Linked DNA regions of Gossypium hirsutum: region 1 is linked to region 2. The links are chromatin contacts, called in public Hi-C maps. All regions are on one chromosome and are shown on one strand. The core of a region is the stretch at or near the end of the contact, and the rest is flanking DNA. Distances in the headings are between cores, read along the strand shown. Region 1 overlaps LOC107921293 (a long non-coding RNA gene). Region 2 has its middle 8.4 kb from the start of LOC107921421.

Evidence for each region. Hi-C and Micro-C count contacts between places; a contact is called where the count stands out from the background.
Region 1: a contact with region 2 is called in a Hi-C map of leaf, with 2.8 times the contacts expected there. The contact joins two enhancer-like sites. A contact is called at or near these places in 13 of 34 Hi-C or Micro-C datasets (callus, leaf and petal).

Annotation. Positions count from the first base shown.
Region 1 is chrD01:49,767,093-49,770,138 of Gossypium_hirsutum_v2.1, forward strand. It overlaps LOC107921293 (a long non-coding RNA gene), which reads left to right. Exons shown (of 4, transcript XR_001691007.2): 4 at 1,238-2,893. It also overlaps the pseudogene LOC107921328. Among protein-coding and RNA genes, the nearest start is that of LOC107921293, 4.0 kb to the left of the region's middle. Within about 2 kb of position 1,344, at least 3 of the 9 cell types and tissues checked have an H3K27ac peak or open chromatin away from gene starts, as enhancers often do.
Region 2 is chrD01:49,613,856-49,617,015 of Gossypium_hirsutum_v2.1, forward strand. No RefSeq gene overlaps it. Among protein-coding and RNA genes, the nearest start is that of LOC107921421, 8.4 kb to the right of the region's middle. Within about 2 kb of position 1,691, at least 5 of the 9 cell types and tissues checked have an H3K27ac peak or open chromatin away from gene starts, as enhancers often do.

The DNA of each region.
Region 1 (3,046 bases), core at 94-2,593, 150 kb after region 2:
GGCCTCGTGACGGGAAAAATAACTCACACGCCTTCCCATTCATACCCACAGAATACGAGACCAATGTCAAACAACCCATAACTTTCTCAATCCACCTATCCGAAAACCCTGTCCTTCGAAGCATAACATGCACAAAATTCCATTCAACCCGGTCATAAGCTTTACTCATATCTAGTTTTAACGCAAATAACCCTTTCCTCCCAATACGTTTTCTCTTCATAGAATGTAAAGTTTCATATGCAGCTATGATATTATCCGTAATGAGTCTTCCCGGTACAAAAGCACTCTGTGCTTCATCAATACATACATGGAGTATCTTTTGAAACCTATTCACCAACATCTTTGAAATGATTTTATATAAAATATTACAAAGACTAATAGGTCTAAGTTGAGTCATGCACCGAGGAGAACTGACCTTGGGAATTAAAACAATTCTTGTATTGTTAATTTCAGCCATATTATCAACCCCTGCATCGTCTCAATACAGAAATTAGCTACATCTTTACCCACAATATGCCAAAACCTTTGGTAGAAAATCGCCCCTATCCCATCTTCGCTAGAAGCTTTTAACGGGCTCTTGGCTTTAAGAGTTGAACACACCTCTTCATATGTAAACTCCTTCTCAAGGTCCTCGTTCATCTGTTAAGAAATACATGGCTCAACACCTTCCAAAATTGAGCTTGGATCTCCAACACTTTTCGCTGTAAATAAAGAAGTAAAATAATCAGTGGCCAACTGTAATAAAGCATCATTGTTCGCATAACTATTACCCTCGCCATCCACTAATTCTTCCACCTTGTTCTTCCTACTCTGATCCGTTGCTGATTGGTGAAAAAATGGGTATTCCTATCCCTATTTTTCAGCCAATTTGCTTGAGCTCTCTGTTCCCAATAAAGCTCCTCTCTGTCCACCTGCATATTAATTTACAGCTTTGTCTCCACAATATCCCCTAGAATCTCGTCTGTAAGAACTTCTTCATTAAGTTGAAACAACTGTTTTTCCAACTCTTTCTTCGTGATGTTGAGCTTTGTCTACATAATCTTTTGAAACATGGGATTTAACATGATGTAATTATTTATAAATGACGTGTTGAGAAGTGATGTTAACTTATTAATTTAGCAAAGTGATTTATTAGCATGTTTGATTGTTTAAATGTTTTATTATTTTCAATTCAAATTGTGCTAGTACCATTAACCATTTAATGCCTAGCGTGGAAATGTGTTTCTTGTGTACGCAGGTCTCGACGAAGATAGGTCATGATCGTTTAGTTTGAAGGTATCCAAAGGTATTGCAACTCAGCTCATGCTAAATGATATATTTTATTGTAAAATATTTAAATATATATAACTAGATTTATCCATGAATCGAATGGCCCACATAGTGTAGTAGGCTTAACTTGACTTGGGTCAGACTTGAAAAAAGATCTTTGTTTCTAAAATTGCTAAGTTCGACCTGAGTTCAGTCTAAATAATAAAAATAATTTAAAGTTTAAGTTTAATTATAAAGGAATAAAATTATTTTTTATTAGTATTTGAACAGTGAAACGTGCAAACATGTTGGGTTGGGTCGACCTAAAAATGAGCCCAGATTTGATTTTTTTTAAATCGAGTCATAGTTCAACCCGACCTCTATATTTAAGTGATAAAATATTTTTTATTAAAATTATGAAATTATATTTTATTATTTATATAATTATATTTAATATAATATAATTTAAATTTTTATTTAATATGATATGTTATATTATTTATTTAATTATACAAAATATTTTTAAAGGTGAATCTAAAAATATATATATATTTGCTATTCAATGTTGTAGGAATTAGTTATTTTTTTATATCAACTATAAAATGAAAAAGAGTAGACCATTCCATTGAATGAGCCATTTCCCTTATTCAGTGATGAACGATGAACGATGCATGATTCATTAGTTTGGTTGAAAGAATGGCTCATTCAATGGATAAATTTTACTGTTACAGTTATTGGATGCATATTTACAGTTAACTTTAATCTAATTAGATGAAAATTCATTTATTATTTGCATACCATCAGGACTTGTAGGCCTGCATATGAGCTATGCGCTACTATGGTCCAGTTTCTAGAACCTAATGAGGCCATACTCTTCCTAAAATGGCTAAACAAAAATATAGCATTACTGGGCTAGACTTTCAAGCATAAACCAACCCAATTGGTCTTCTAAATTATGGGCCTAATTAACAAAATTGGGATTCTAATTTGCGTTAACCTAGTCACTTATTAATTTTCTTTTTAAAATTTTAATTAAATCCGTTACACTTTTACTATAACAATATTGAAATGTGATGAAGTGACATTAATAACTAATAACACAACAACGCGTGGAGTTTAAAATTATAACATATAACAAATAAATAAAAAGATAAAAAAAATCTTTAAAATGTATAAATTTATAAAAAAAATATAAAAATTATTTCATATTCAAAATAAATTTAGATAAATAAATGTCCATATTCAAATTAACCTGCACATTATTTTAATAGGTTCACTAAAAGCGTTCTCTTTTTAGTAATACATAAATATCGAAGCATAGAAAATCAAGTACAAACATATCAAATCTTCACAAAACCTCAAGGAATTAAAAAAAAAAAAAGACATAATAACGAACAATAGCAATTAAAATGGTTTTTACTTAAACAAATCCCTAAAATAAGTCATGGAATTGAAAACCCGGAGAAATCTCTCTCTTTCCTTTGAAGCTCATGTTAACCGATTAAAACCAAGAGTTTTTTTTAATTACCTTTTGAATCCTTTTCAATTTCGAAATTAAGCAAATTAGTCTTTCTTAAAAAAATTTAGAGCAAATAAAGACAATTAATCACAGAGTTAATGTCTTCCATCAATTGTATATGATTTTGATTGGTATAATGACAAATTTAGAATCAATGTTTATATATTTTGTCATTTTGGCCTTAATTCTAAAAAATTCAAAAAACTTAGCCTCAATATTTACACATTTACACAAATGTGGGAGGATAAATTTGTTAATTAGGACCAAATTGATAGAATG
Region 2 (3,160 bases), core at 441-2,940:
TTTTTCCACGGATCGATTTACATGATATGAAATCCCTAATTAGGGAAGTTACAATAGAGGAAACCTGAAACTCTGTCTTTAGTATGGGGCCCTTGAAGGCTCCAAGACCAAATGGCCTTCATGCCTTATTTTATCAGAACCAATGAGAGACGGTAGGTCAGGATGTGTACAATTGGGTTCAAGGAGTGTTTTCGGGCCAGCCTTTTGAACGAAGTATTAACAGAACTCTTTTGGTTCTTATTCCAAAAAACCAAAGTCCTGATTCCATTTCTCAATTTTGCCCAATAATTCTCTGTAATGTTTTACTTAAGATTGTGACAAAGATTATTGCTAATCGACTCAAGCCTATTTTTCCTTCACTTATTGCACAAAATCAAGTGAGCTTTATTACTGGAAGATATATTACAGACAACATAATTGTGGCTCAAGAGATAGTGCATTCGATGCGTATCATGAAAGGAAAGAAGGGTTGGATGGCTATAAAAGTAGACCTGGAAAAAGCGTACGATCAAACCCAATGGGATTTTATTGAAGACACTTTCTTGGGTGTTGGTTTTCCTATGTTGTTGGTGAGAGTTATCATGGAATGCTCATCTTCTGTTTCTTTGCAGGTTGTGTGGAATGGTAACCTTTTAGATGTGTTCAGTCCATTAAAAAGTTTACATCAAGGCTGTCTACTTTCACCATATCTTTTTGTTCTTTGTATGGAAAGGTTGGGACATCTTATCCATAAAGAGGTGGATGATAAATCTTGGAGGCCTATTTCTTTAGGGAAGAATGGTCCAAAAATTTCACACATTTTTTTTGTTGATTACCTCTTTTTTTTTTTACAAAAAAAATATGGATCAAGCAAGAACGATAAGGGAAGTTTTGGAGATTTTTGGTTTGGCATTGGGACATAAGGTTAACACTAAAAAAACAAATGTTTTCTTCTCCAAAAATGTTGCCTCCGATGCTGTTGCCGAAATCTGTACTGTTCCTGGGTTTAAAGCAACAACTGATTTGGGAACTTATTTGGGCATGCCTTTGTTCCATCAACAGGTGACAACTAGTACTTTCAAATTTATGATTGATAAGGTTTGAAGGAAACTAGATGGATGGAATGCTAAACTTCTTTCTTTAGCAAGAAGAGTTACGCTTGCTTAGTCAATTATTCTGGCCATTCCAAATTACTTTATGCAAACTGTCAAGATTCCTTCAAGTGTTTGCACGATCATAAAAAAATAACTCGCGACTTTGTTTGGGGAAAATCATCAACTAGTCATACGCTTTCCTTAGTTAAATGGTTAGACTGTTGTCAGCCTCTGTCAAATAAGGGGTTAGGTATTCACAACTTTAAGACTCAGAATGATTCTTTTCTGTTGAAATTGGATTTTAACCTACTCACGAATAAAAATGCATTATGGGCCAGGGTTCTTCGATCCAAGTACAAGTTTACAGATGAGGTTCCACTTGATATTTTGAGAAGTTCGTGTTAATTTGTTTGGAGATCTCTTGCAAAAATTTGGCCACTTTTATGTCAAAACATTGGATGGTCAATGGGTGACGAGACTCTTGTTAAATATTGGACAGATACTTAGATTACTAATATTGGTCCTCTAATTAATTTATGCCTTAATATGAATCTTATCGATTGTTTGGCTACACTTCGAGATATGACTGCGACTGATGACAATTGTTACTGGTCCTACCTAAACAGGATTTTGGATAATAATTCCCTTTCTTATATTGCAGTTATCCCTGCCCGAAGCCCATTAGTTGGTCCTGATGCTTTGGTTTCGAGATGTTCGGCTAATGGGTTATTTACGGTGAAGTCAACTTATAACTCTCTCATGAAAAATCTTTTACATCCTACGGAGGGAAAATAGAGGCTTGCTTGGCATTTCGATGGCCCACAATGTGTCAAACAATTCCTTTGGTTGGTTTTTAAAGAATGGTTACTCACTAATGTTGAATGCCATAGAAGAGGTATGTCTAATAATCCATTATCCATGTTCCAGAATCATCAGTGGAAGCCACTTACACTAGGATCCATTAAATTTAATGTGGATGGGGCACATAATCCTTATTCGGGGCTAGCATCTTTGGCGGCTATGGCTAAGGATGAATGTGGCAATTGGCTTTGGGGAATCGGAAGAAACATTAGGAGAAGTAACATTGAGCAAGCTGAGTTATGGTCTATTTATGATGGCCTCCTATTTACGTGGAAGGCAAAATGGAAATATGTCATTGTTGAAATGGATTGTGTTTTTGCTATTAAATCCATTCAAGGTAGATTTCAAGGCCAGCTGAATAGAGATTTAACTATAAGAATTATTGAACTGTGTCGAAGACAATGAGGACAGCGATCCAATATGTCTCGAGAGAGGCTAATATGATTGCACATGCTTTTGCTAAATTGATGAAGTAATTTCCTGTTGGTTCACATGTTTTTCAAAATATACCTTTAATGGTAGCAGATCAATTACAAAGAGAGAATTCTTCATTTAGCTTTGGATACTATGGTTAATGTGTAATTGCTATTATTTTATCAAAAAAAAATAGGAATTGACTTTAACAAAGCGAAAATGAGTTAGGAAAGTGAAATGAAAATTTTTTGAGCCAAGTTATGAATTAACATTTTGAGTGGCACTCGATAGTGCCCATTGCAATCCATCACTGCGATAGTGAAGTAAAACTTGCTTTATTTTTGTTGGCAATTCAATGAAACAAAATCTTTGGGCTATTAACTTAGTTGATATTTTGAAGATATAGAAACCTATCTATAGAAACCAATACGTTGCCTACGAATATTGGATTGGAGAAGATTGAATCAAATGCAACCCTTGACTTATGAGGATTTGTTCGGATCGAGTTGTTTTGCTAAGATGACTATATCTCCATCAAAGTGTGATTTATTGGACTTTATTAGTACATTATCTTTACTATGTTGTAGTTGGTAATTTCAAGGAATTGTTTTGTATTCAATCTCTAGTATGATAGCAAGCCGAACCTAATATAGACTTTGAGGTTTGTATAAGTTATGCAAAAGAGCATATTGAGAGCACTTTTTTTTGTTCATTAAGGAACTTATTATGTAAGTGCAATTGAACTATAGATCTTTAGTGTTTACAATCCAAGTTCTCATAAGGAGGATTTAGAGGTGAGTCATCTAGTTTTA